2 separate regions of the Rattus norvegicus genome follow, and region 1 is linked to region 2. Evidence: chromatin contacts called from public Hi-C data. All regions are on one chromosome and are shown on one strand. Each heading gives the region's core, a stretch centred on a gene start, on an enhancer-like site or on the middle of the called end of the contact. The rest is flanking DNA. Distances are from core to core; before and after follow the strand shown. Region 1 has its middle 340 kb from the start of Tns3. Region 2 holds the start of Igfbp1 (insulin-like growth factor binding protein 1).

What was found. A called contact is a pair of places that touch in the nucleus more often than the background predicts.
Region 1: a Hi-C map of the A7r5 cell line shows a contact between it and region 2, with 2.7 times the contacts expected there. The contact joins the enhancer-like site here to the promoter of Igfbp1 in region 2. A contact is called at or near these places in 11 of 12 Hi-C or Micro-C datasets (the A7r5 cell line, the Rat2 cell line, Schwann cells and 7 more) and 1 of 1 datasets of contacts at active chromatin or transcription factors (oligodendrocytes).

The regions. Positions count from the first base shown.
Region 1 is chr14:87,278,674-87,285,346 of GRCr8, forward strand. No RefSeq gene overlaps it. Among named protein-coding and RNA genes, the nearest start is that of Tns3, 340 kb to the right of the region's middle. Within about 2 kb of position 2,833, at least 5 of the 93 cell types and tissues checked have an H3K27ac peak or open chromatin away from gene starts, as enhancers often do. A contact at or near this core is called in the A7r5 cell line, where this site is marked.
Region 2 is chr14:86,259,317-86,265,493 of GRCr8, forward strand. Igfbp1 (insulin-like growth factor binding protein 1) reads left to right here and starts at 1,961. Exons shown (of 4, transcript NM_013144.2): 1 at 1,961-2,493; 2 at 3,795-3,979; 3 at 4,817-4,945. The coding sequence starts at 2,121.

The sequences.
Region 1 (6,673 bases), core at 1,583-4,082, 1.0 Mb after region 2:
CTCTTACATAGCACAGAGCCAGGCTGTTTCTTCCCACATTTTTGAATTACTCAAAAAAAAAAAAAGTGTAACTTTCCTTTCTCTGCCCTAAGCATGCTTTCCCAAAAACTTTGGGCATCCCCAGTACTTTAGCTTTCCTTACTCTTCCTCTAAGACCTCCGACCTCACAATGTGGTTGCTTGTCAACTGTGTCTGACTTTGTGTTGGCTTAAATGGCATGAACTTTTGGTTTGCTCTCCTTCGTTCTCCTCTTCGGGAAGCTGCTGTGGTTTACAGCTTGTCTACCCTGGGTTGTTTTTTATTTAAATTTGAACAAAATTGTTCTGTAGATTTTTTTAAGGGAAATCCAGAAAGATGTTTGATATATGTAATGTTTTTTATATGTAGCACATATATATTTATATATTTTAAATATATATTTATATATAGTATATAAGAGTATAGTCGATAAGTGGCAAATACATATGGATCATCACAAATATGAGCATCATATCATTCTTGTCAATCTGCAGATATATCAATAAAAATTGGTTTTGTTCAATCAATGGCATATCTATATCATACCTCCAAGACTCAGGGAGATTTGTCAAAGAAGGAGGGAGGCATAGAAAGGAAGGGAGTGTTGTGCGATGCTGTCTCCCAAGCCTACATGGCCATTGCATTCTGGAGCTCTTGACAAATGCACAAGTCTGCGTTAGGTTGGCTCCTCAGCTATCATAGCCAAGAGAGGGATTCGGGATGCCTTGCTCCTCCCTGGGGATTCATAAACAGCTAGTGGCTGTTAGGAGGAGGGCTTTGGGACCTTTCTACTTACTCCCAGAGGATCTACAACAGCTAATGATCCTAGGAGAGGGAAAGACATTGTCTTGACTGGTGTAGTCGCAGGTATGTTGCCCACTCTCCCATAAATAATCCCTCTCCCATGCTCCTGTTCCTAACCCTTACCAAACTCATTGATTTACAAAAAAGAAAAGACATAAAAACAGCAAGATTAGCTAAAAAGCTAGTGGGGTCAATGACAATAGAAATGGGACAAGAAGCAAAGTTGTTACCCTTCTATGGGCAAGACCAAAGAGAGAGAAAGACAAGGCAAAGGGACTGGGGTCTCACTGCCCCTCAAAGGCACAAACCCAACCCCTTCCACTATGTCCCCTTTTAAAGTCACTGCCACCTCCAAACCATGCCAGGAAGGGAACTAAACCTTTAAAACATAGGCCTTTGAGAGATATTTAAGACCCAAATGAAAATGACAAACCCATGGAAATATAGAAATATAATTTTCAAATTACTAAAGCCTATGTCTGAGAAGGAATGCAATAGGCCTAATAGACAAATACAGTTTTTCAACTGCAGTATTGTTCATGTTTTGCATGTTTGTCTTCCCTTTTGGTGACAATGGCAACACGGCCTTCAAGAGAAAACTGCAAAGACCACAGGCTGGAGTCTTAGGTTGCCTTCTCCCACCCCTGAACCATGTATGCACACTTCCCAGGAGCTGACCTTCAGTGGCACCAAAGGGTAAAATGCAACCGAATATCTCCAGCTCCATCTGCCCAGTGGAATTCACACACCCCAGCAGAGAGGAGAAACACGGAGCCGTACTCTTGATGACAATGGGGACACAGTCTTCAAGAGAAATCTGCAGAGAAAAGCCCCAAATAAAACTGAAGAAAATCCAGGCGAACCAATGTACACAATTCAATACCGACTGTGGAAAATAAGGACACCCGGCTGCTCCAAATGCTCTTCCCTCGGCAGTAACCACACCCAAAGATACTGAAACAGGTGAGATACCAGACAACGAGTTCAAAGGACCAATTTAAAAAAAAAATGATCAGCGACTTCAGACTGGTTGCGTAGAAACAGCTGAGGAAATTAAGGTAGATGCTTAGGACAGAGTGTGTCAACAAAGAGATGGAAATTCTGAAACGGAGCCAAGCAGAAAGCTTAGCATTGAGAAGCTCAGTTAAACAAACAGCACTCAGGGGAGCTCAGCTGTAGGATCAAGTGGAAGGAAGGATATTAGAACCTGATATCACACTGTTAACGTTTACTTACTTGTTGGTTCATTTACTTAATGGGTGCGCTCCTGTGTACATGTGGAGCTCACGGAAAACTTGGAGGACTTAGTTCTTTTCTTCTACCATTTGGGTGCAATGGTTGCAACCCAGGTCGTCAAGCATCTCTATCTGCTGAGCCGTCTCACTGGCTCTACTTTCATTAAAAAATAAATCTATCATCTATCTATCATCCTTGTATCTTTCATTTGTCAATCTATATATCTATCATCCGTCTCTTGACAATAGGCACGTAGATATAAAAACTATATTCAAGCTTAATAGCAGAGTCATGAAAGCACAAATTAACAAAATAGCTTGACATCGGCTTTGCTGTCCCCGACCTCACCCTTTACATGTGGACACCTTTTCTCGAATGTGCATGGTATTTGCATATGAAAACCACAGCGTGACTATTAAAAGCAATGAACATACTCCAGATGCTACATAGCCCCACTCACATCCGATCAGCAATAAAATTCTTGGAACTCGACAATTTTGATCTGTCTCGTAACAGCTCATTGGAAACAAGGGGGGAAATGCAGCCATTAAAAGGGATGGAAAGAATTTTTCCCCCTCAGGAATTTAAAATCCTGACTCAGATTTTGTAGAACGGATAATTGGAATTAAAATTCAGAAGGTCAGAGTGTAAAAATAACAGCTCTCCGCCAAGAGCATGTCACCTGATGTCTTACTCAGTCCTGAGTGACCTAAGATTAGCTGAATAGACTCAGCCGCCTCACAACCCAGACCTGCTCTTGGCAAATGCGTTGGCACCCTAAATCCAAGGACACAGGCCCTATAGGGGCAGTAATATGATTCCCTGGCATGGTGCCTTATCCACATCCACCTAGCCCATCTGCATCTCCATGACAACCTGGGCTGTGATTCAGGCAAAAGAATGTAAGCCTGAGAGTCTTATAGACTAGATGTTGAAGCCAGCTGCACCAGCTTCCTGCTCTCTGATGTGTAGCCATTTGTTTCCACTCTCTCCTTATGAAGAATAAACTAACCGTAGGAAACACTGGACCAAGTGAGCTCATGGTAAAGCTTCAGTAAACATCATTTATTTATTCTTAGGCTTCTGTTTTCTTGGAAAGCAAAAATATTTACTGTAGGGCATGTGGATTTATCATTCAAAAAATATAAATAAACCTTTTTGAAAAAATTGAAAGCTCACAGTTACAGAAATTAAAAGGTAGAAATAATCCAGGTATATATTATCCGATTGACAGCTACAAAACTTGCCAGAGCCTTGCAATGAAATATAATTCTACCATAAAAATAAACACGGGAACTGGAGAGATGGCTCAGTGGTTAAGAGCACTGACTGCTCTTCCAGAGGTTCTGAGTTCAATTCCCAGAAACCACATGGTAGCTCACAGCCATCTGTAATGGGGTCCGATGCCCTCTTCTGGTCTGCCTGACAGCTACAGTGTACTCATATATAATAAATAAACATTTACATGTTAACACATGGATGAGACTCAAAAGTATTATATCAAGTGAAAGGACTTGGACGCCAAGAGTAATTATTGAGTAACACAGTTACAGGAGAAGCTAACTTTTGAGAACTATAAAGCAGATTGGCCATTGTGGGTTTCTAGAGATAGACATGGTAGGTAGCAGATGTTTAATATAAAAACATGGGTTTGCTCTTGCAGGTAAGGAAACCTAAGGGAATCAGGTGGTGGTATCAGGAATGTAATGAATGCCGCAGTAAAAGTACTAAAATAAACAGAAGTAGACAATTTCACTTCGGTTTTGTAAGTTTAAAGTTTCAAACTCTTCACACCAAAATATCACTCAAAAAAAAAAGCGAGCATGGAAAAAGTCTGGAGTAAATGTATATGTATGTAGCATGATGTAAACATGATTTCTATTTCAAAGTCTTGCTAAAACTTTCGTGCAGACAGTTCAAATGTAGAACATAAGACGATCAAAAATTGCATCTAAGAATTGGTAAAATGATTAATCACCTTGAAATCATAATCAAAACACAGAAAGTTAATATAACTAATAGTCCAAGTAGCTAAAATAAGCATCAACCCCATGAACTTCTAGCCAGTGAGCTCAGGGATCTGCTTGGAAGTAATTTTTTTAAAAGATATAACAATAATATTATGTTCCAACAACCAATACAGCACAATGAAAAACAAACTAATAAGAATGCTCCTAGAAACCTGCTTTAAAATGTCTCATTTAATTTTTAAGTGGGTGTGCATGTGTGTGTACATGCATGCATGCATGTGTGTGTGGGGTCTGTGTGTGTATGTGTATGTGTGTGTGTGTGTGTGTGTGTATGTGTGTAAGAAAGAGAGAGAGAGAGAGAGAGAGAGAGAGAGAGAGAACAGAAGCAAAAGCAGTAAGTGGTCTTTACTGAGCCATCTCTTCAGCCCTGATCATGATTCTGTATTTATAATGCTCTAGATGGAAAGAGTCCTGATACATTTTGAAAGAAAATACATATTGAAAAGCTCTGTAAACATCTTTTTATTATCATTGTGTACATGGCCAAGGAAGGCTCTGGGTCCAGATTGAGTCGTTTCTCTCTGGTCCAAAGTTCTGATTCACTTTTCTGATGGCTGGCCTTTCATTACACCCTATTTGTAAAGATATCCCGCAATGACTTACTCCATCTCGGCAGTGAAAATAACACGTCACTGAAATTTGAAAACACCGTCACTTTCTCCATGTATGCTTACATCCGATGGCCTGTGCTCTTTGTTCTCACAAAAATGTGGCATTTTAACGTCCTAATTGTCATAGCTAACTCAAAGCAGATCCCAGGAGAAGGATCCTCTCTCTGGGCTCCTCAGCACTCCAGCACACTCACGTGTACACACACACATGCACCCACATACACGCACACACATGCACATACATGCACACATATGTACATGCACATGCAAACACACTTAGCAAAGATGAAAGAATACCCTTGTGTTGGGTTAATGCGAGCACACTTCGTTCCTGACATTTCCTCATGTTCCGTGACACTGTTCCTGCGAGACTGAGCAAATGTTTATGACACCCAGACAGAGAGCCAACCACAGACCACCAAAGTCCAACTTGGTGAAGCAGTGAGTTTTATCAGGGTTACTTGCAGGATTATGGGTGAGATAACCCTTCACAGGAGCAAAAAAATGATTCAATGACAGCTGTGTAACCAAGGCCCACTAATCCTAGCTCAATGGAAAGCTCCTGGAAGCTGGCAACCTGGAGTCATTGCATGTGGCTCAGCAGGACAGTGTGTCTTTTAACACGCAGGTCAGTTAGTGTGAGCCTCTCTCTGCTAGGCAGCTAAGCTGGGCTGAGTGTTTCTGGGCAGTCCTTAAAGCTTCTCTATTCTTGGGGGAGGAAGGGCTTAGTATATATAGTAAATTCAGGAACTTCCTGGTGATTCTGAGTTGTGTACTTCCTGAGCTGAGGAAGCTTCTTTGCAGGCTGGAAGGTTCCACCTCCCTTTAGAGTTTCCTTCCAAGATGAAAATTTTCAACTCAGCAGGAATTGCTCCACAAGGCATCAGGACTGCTTTTGACATTCTGACTGATGACACTGATCCTTTTTCAGCTGAAGGAAAAGCTTGCTAACACAACACGCGAAAGAAGTCACTCTTGCTTTTGAAACCTCAAAAGTCAGCCAATACAATTGCCTTTATCTCTGGCTTCCTAGAGGACAATTCTACCAAGCATAACTGTCTCAATTGTATCTGTCCTGAACATATCCGGACTTCTGTCTAATCATTGGTCTCTAAGCAATACAATAACTTCTTCGACATCTGGATTGCATCCGTTTTTAGCAAATAATGTAGCAAATGATTTGCAGATACGGGAGGATTGCAGAGACTCTGTCATCTTACGTAAGAGATGAGCACCTGGGGGATTTGGTATCCAAGGTTTTGTGAAGTGGTTCTTGTACACATCTAGGAACACCTGCATGGCCAGACCATCCTGGACTCCAAAAAAAAAAAAAAGACAGGGAAAGAAGTGAGGAAGCAAAGAGAAACCCATGACCACTCCAAGGCAGACCAGTGTGAAAAGCGGCATTCTTGATGCAGACCTGGGGAGCTAAAGGTAGGATTGGCTTCACAGACCTCTCTTGTTGGAGTCCCAGGACACGATTGAGCTCAAAGGTACCCCTGCCCTGGCAGGCAGGAGCTGGCAGGCCAGGAGGGTCTTAAACAACCTCAAAGAGATTCTTAGAGCCGCAGATGGCTGCTGAAACATCAAACAGCTTTTTTTTTTCAAATAGCATGGAAATGGAAAACTTAGCTAGACATTCAGGAGAGCCAAAGCTGGAGCAGAGGAGAGAAGCAAGCACACGAGCACACAGAGCTGGGAGTTGTGGCAGCATCAACAGCACAGTTGCTACGTAGGCCATTGCTAGGATCACAGTCTGTAGGAGATGGCTTGCAGTCCACATGTGTAACTTGAGCGGACCTGTATCTGTAAGCATCAGAACATCCAAAAAGCAGTTTGCTTCATCCTTTGCATTCATAAGCATGAAATCTGTCAAGGAACAGAGTTGGGCAAAGAAGACACAGGTAGATTTGGACTCATGAACTTCGTCCCAAAGACTCTCCTAATACTTCTTTGTCTTCACATTTTATCAGC
Region 2 (6,177 bases), core at 711-3,210:
CGTCCTGTTGTGGTTTTGTGTTCTTCTCCAAGTTTTCGATACATTTAGAATCACAGCCCCTCCCTCGTGTAGCACACCTGGGACTCTCCCAATGTTTCTTAGTGCGGAGGTTTTAATTAATGGAAGAATGCCTTATTGTAAAGATTCTCTATTAGGAAAGACAGAACTGCTCTGTGTGACTCATTCTGAGCTGAACTTTGCAGGGACTGCCCCAGGACTTCCTTATCCACCATCTGACTGTGGACATTTAGGCCATGTCAGGGACAGCTTTAGAGTGAGCTCTGTCTGTCCCATCATCCGCAGTCACAGACTTCTGGCCTCTGGGCTGCAGAATCCCTTCAGTGAGGGCCACGGGCTGTGCAGTGGCAGTACCAGAAGCTGAGCCAGGACAAGTCCCCTGTCCCTCTCTGGAGACAAGAAAGGTGCTTCTGTCATCAGATGCTAATGGTCAGCCTGCACCTGTTGGCTTTTGCATTGTGATATAACTGAGTTCCTGAATTCTCTACCCCTATGGGACTCTTCCTCAGCCTTTACCTGATATAGCCTACCTCCCCACTCCCATTCCTCAACTCTCCTGGCGAGTGTCTGTTTCCTGTGGCCCACTGGCCCATGTCTCTGATCCTTGGTATTGTACTCCTTATCTGTTAGGGCTTTATTGTAACGCAAATTAAAAAAAGAAAAGTCAGTCAGTCACTATTTACATACCTGTTCTGTGCTGGGCATCTATACTGGTTTCCTTGAACGAGAAAACCAATGTTGGTAGGCGATACACTGTTGCCCATGCGTTTAAACTGCTTTAGTCAAGTCACCTGAGAAGCCATTTCCCAAGTCTCAACTACAACGTTCATCACTCCTGGGTCACAGGGATGTGAGTTTTTGTCCAGGGTGTTCTAGGGCAGTCTCTGTGAACTTGCCCTAAAAACCCCTACAACCTTTGCCTTCTCTAGAGCCAGGGGCTAAAGTTGAGATCTCCAAGGTCTGAAAATGCCATGTCTGAAGACACTGAAGGGCTGGACAGGCATGCACCACTGTGGTACAGTAGCTTTCAGGGTTCCACCCCACTCCAAACCAATACCTCAAAGGCCAGACAAGTGGCTCCAAGCTCTTGATGGAGGTTGGTCGCTCTGAGCTAGCACCCAGGTCAGGTAGGAGACAAAAATCTACACCTGGGGACATAGGAGTTATTCATAGACCGGGGGGGGGGGCATCCCTGATTAGTTTTCTCCGGGAGGTTTTGGGGAGATTCCTGAGTGAGTCCCACTTCTGATTGTCCTTAAACATTTCTGAAGTTTTCCTTGCAATATAAAAGAATGAAAAAACAATGCAGAGAAAGCTGTCAGACTTGATAGCCATCTCAGTTAAACTAGACTGTTAGACCGTCAGAGACAGCTTGGGTCCGGGGATAGAGGCTAGGCTCCTGGGGTCCTGGACTTCTCTCCTCTTTGGAGGTATAACTGTTTCTTTTGGAATGGGGTGAACAATGAATTTCTTCACTTGATGGCTAGAGGCTTCTTGGGGAGGAGAGGAAACAACTGTGGGTAGTATCACAAAGAACCCCACTTCTTCCCCTCCCTTTGGGGCCTGAAGCCTTCTTGGTCTAATCTGTTCTTGCTTTTCCTTAGTCCCTTAGGTATTCCTTGAGTTCGGTTGAAGAGCCTGGCGGGCTAGGCCTTTGATTTCTCCCTGAACAAAAACAAGTGCCCTCCCCCATCTGACCATCAGCTCGCCGTTAGAATTGGACTTTAGCTCCTGTCCCAATCCATCACAACAGGACAAACATAGTAGGAAACCTGATCCATTTACGCCCCTTCCACCCACGGTTTGTGCGGAGCTCACAAGCAAAACAAACTTATTTTGAACACGGGGATCCTAGCACGCTGCCCTGACAATCATTAACCCGTGCTGCCGAGCCAGCCCTTCATAAGGCCCTGGGTATGGCCAGCCAGCATGGTCCACTGCCCGCCGAGACACAAACCCAGCGAGCATTGAACACTGCACACGGCCATCTGCCCAGAGAGCTGTGACCACCACTTCCGCTACTATCTACTCAGAAAGTCGTGACTACTGAGCCACTGCTGCCTGCCCAGATTCTCATCCACCGCCTGCTGCGTCTGGTTGCGATGCCGGAGTTCCTAACTGTTGTTTCTTGGCCGTTCCTGATCCTCCTGTCCTTCCAGGTTCGCGTAGTCGCTGGAGCCCCCCAGCCATGGCACTGTGCTCCCTGCACTGCTGAGAGGCTGGAGCTCTGTCCACCCGTGCCTGCTTCGTGCCCCGAGATTTCTCGGCCTGCGGGCTGTGGCTGCTGCCCGACATGTGCCTTGCCACTGGGTGCTGCCTGTGGTGTGGCCACTGCGCGCTGCGCTCAGGGACTCAGCTGCCGTGCGCTGCCAGGGGAGCCTCGACCTCTGCATGCCCTCACCCGTGGCCAGGGAGCCTGTGTACTAGAACCTGCCGCACCCGCCACGAGCAGCTTGTCCGGTTCTCAGCATGAAGGTACTACAGCCCTCTCTGCCTCTTGATCTCTTGGCTAGGACACACGTGCTTTCTAGGCCCGCAGAGGCCTATCCGGAACCTATAGCAGATAGGACAAAGGCTCTCCATGCCCACTTTGAGCTTTCAGCTCAAATAAGGCCCTCAGTGAGGGCCATCGTTGTGCGGTCTTGGGGGAAAACATCCCAGAAGGGGTGGTCCAAGCTCCCAGTGCAGAGTGGAGAGTTGGGAAGAATGTTCACAGACTAGGTAGTACTGATCCTGCTTGGTCTTTCAGTGGGGAGGGAGCTATGGGGCTGCCAGGTGGGTGGGGTGCTGGCCCAAACACCTCTTTCTGTGGGTCCTGACCTTGGCAGTTCCAATGGCTAAAAGGTCCAGGAAGGTTTAGGATGGGAGCCCTCCTGCTGCCCCCAGGAGGTTTGCAATGTCCTTTGTAGCATATATCCTGCCACACAGTATGTGCTTCCCAGATGTTTACAGAACATAATGTGAAAATTTAGGCCCAAACCTTCACTTCCATTCATTGCTATAGACAAACAGTGTTTGAAGTGTATGTTGCCTGCTAGGAGTCTGACAATCAGGCGCTTTCCTGAATTTAAGCACTGGTTTGTTTGTAATAGGAAGCTTGGGAAATGCCTCTTCCTCTGCTCCAGCCCCTATCTCCCCTGTCTGGGCTGCATGCACTTCCTGTGTGGGTAAGGGACCTCATGGTTCCATATTCTGACGGGAAGCCGGACTGCAGGCATCTGATCCTTTTGACTAAATGGAAGAACTATCCCAACGGTCCTTAGAAACGGGCTTCCCCAGGAGCGATGTCTGATAATGTCCTCCTCTGTGAGGGGCTGCCTAAGAGGTGTCGGTGTTCAAGAAAGCAGGGCTCCCAGAAAAGAAGAGGATGGTGGTGTAGGTGGGGAAGGCTACACTCTACACCTTGCTTCTCAACTATCCCCGTTACTGGGGTCTTACGAGATTCTTTTTGTGGTGTGGAGAGGAGAGCTGAGTGGTCAAGTCTCACCACTAACGGGTTCAAGCCTTGGCCTCAGTCCTTGGCTTCTTCAGGGTTACATCCTGCCCAACTCTCTCTGCCATGGGGCTCCCTTGCCTAACCCCAAAACATACCATTTCCCCAGAAAGGAATTAGTATTGCTAATTGGTGATAATTGTTCCCAAATAGCCCACTGGTGAAAACAAAGCCTGATTTCACCTGACTGTTACAGATTGGTCTTAAGGGCAAGACGTGAGTGGACATAGGAGTGACACCTCAGGGGGCTCATGCGTCTGTGTCTGTGGGGCTTGCTTTTTAGAGGCAAAGGCTGCTGTGGCCTCTGAGGATGAGCTTGCCGAGAGCCCAGAGATGACAGAGGAACAGCTGCTGGATAGCTTCCACCTCATGGCCCCATCCCGTGAGGACCAGCCCATCCTGTGGAATGCCATTAGCACCTACAGCAGCATGCGGGCCCGGGAGATCACTGACCTCAAGAAATGGAAGGTGAGACCCTGCACTCAGACCTTCAGGTTTAGCTATCTACGTGAAGAGGTTTGTCTAGACGATTTCTTAAAGGGCACTGAGCATGGGGCTGAGAACGGGGATATAACTACCCCCATCCCTGATGTATTTCTGCCTCCTTAAAAATATGGCAAGTATCTTAGAGCATAAGGTAGGCCATTTTTAGTCTAGGTTTCTCTGTCACCGAGTACGCACGTTCAGTGATTGTTAGCCACCAACCAGCTCCACGGTTTTGCCAGCCTTTAGCTATGCACTTTAGCTATGCAGTAAACTTCTCTAGTTTACTGGCTGTTTTTCAACTTGACCACTTGGGGGAGACAGAGAACCAAAGGTGGAGAGAAAGTACGGCAGAGGCATTGAAGAAGTACACCTAAGGAAATGAAAGGATAAACATTGTTAGGGGCACTTTAGAATTTCATATGGAAATTGTCCAAATCAGTGCCTTGTTCCGTAATCAATTTGACATACACCAAATGCAAGGATGGCTGTTTGAAAAATCTAGGCATTTATGATGCTAAATTCCACACACAGAGACTGAGCCTGTCTTTTTTATTAGAGTTCAGGTGCTCAAGTTATTCAGAGATAGCCAGGGTCAGGAAGCATTTATACCATTGGCCAGGCTCTTACCACAATGTCGTTAAGGGGGTCTCCAGAAAATGCCACTGAGGGAGGATGAGAGTGGTGTCCCTGTCCTTTATCTACATAGCCCAAGCCAGAGACCAACCTGTCCTGCTCACAGATGGGGAAACATCTCAGCCGTTGTCTAAATTGATAATTTTTGTCTCTTGTACTCATGCTAATATAAAATTATCCTTTTAGGAGCCCTGCCAACGGGAACTCTATAAAGTGTTAGAGAGATTAGCTGCCGCTCAACAGAAAGCAGGAGATGAGATCTACAAATTTTATCTGCCAAACTGCAACAAGAATGGATTTTATCACAGCAAACAGGTAGGTGGCTTTGCTCATCCAGATCCTTATAAAACTTCATGATTTTTTTTTTTAAAGTCAAATGATTCACAGGCCCAATACACATCATGGGTAGCTTTCTTAGGTGAGATCCAGCCCTGCAGCAGTTGGGAGAAGCTAGTCCTGAGAAAGAGATAGTGTGATGGATGAGGAACACTTCAGCCAGAAGGGAGGACTAAGCATTAGTGTGATGAGTGAGGAGCACTTCAGTTAACAGGGAGGACTAAGCATTAGTGTGATGAGTGAGGAGCACTTCAGCCAGTAGGGAGGACTAAGCATTGGTGTGATGAGTGAGGAGCACTTCAGTCAATAGGGAGGACTAAGCATTAGTGTGATGAGTGAGGAGCACTTCAGTCAGTAGGGAGGACTAAGCATTAGTGTGATGAGTGAGGAGCACATCAGCCAGTAGGGAGGACTAAGCATTAGTGTGATGAGTGAGGAGCACTTCAGCCAGAAGGGAGGACTAAACATTAGTGTGATGAGTGAGGAGCACTTCAGCCAGTAGGGAGGACTAAGCATTAGTGTGATGAGTGAGGAGCACTTCAGCCAGTAGGGAGGACTAAGCATTAGTGTGATGAGTGAGGAGCACTTCAGTCAGTAGGGAGGACTAAGCATTAGTATGATGAGTGAGGAGCACTTCAGTTAATAGGGAGGACTAGGCATTGGTGTGATGAGTGAGGAGCACTTCAGTAAGTAGGGAGGACTAAGCATTAGTGTGATGAGTGAGGAGCACTTCAGTCAGTAGGGAGGACTAAGCGTTAGTGTGATGAGTGAGGAGCACTTCAGCCAGTAGGGAGGACTAAGCGTTAGTGTGATGAGTGAGGAGCACTTCAGCCAGTAGGGAGGACTACCTTCACTCAGATTAGCAGAGATGGATGTTCCATATACTGATGTCCAGGTTTCAGTTCCTCACAACTAGAGGAAAGGGACACAGTCAGTGTAGGAGACAGATGTCTCGCGTTCTCTCTTCCCACAAATAAAAACAAACTCTGTAGTAAGACACACCAATTGTGCTTTGCCTAGCAATAAATGAGATTGAAGAAGTCCAGGCTTAATTTCGACGCAACTTTAGAACTCAGGGAAGTGCAAGTTCTGGAATTTCATTGAGGAAAAACTTGAGGTCTAGGTCTAGCCGTGTGGTAGAGATGGTGAGACCTATCGTTGAGCTCCTTTGGCAGCAGGGCCATGGAGCAGGTAACCGTCAAAACAATATA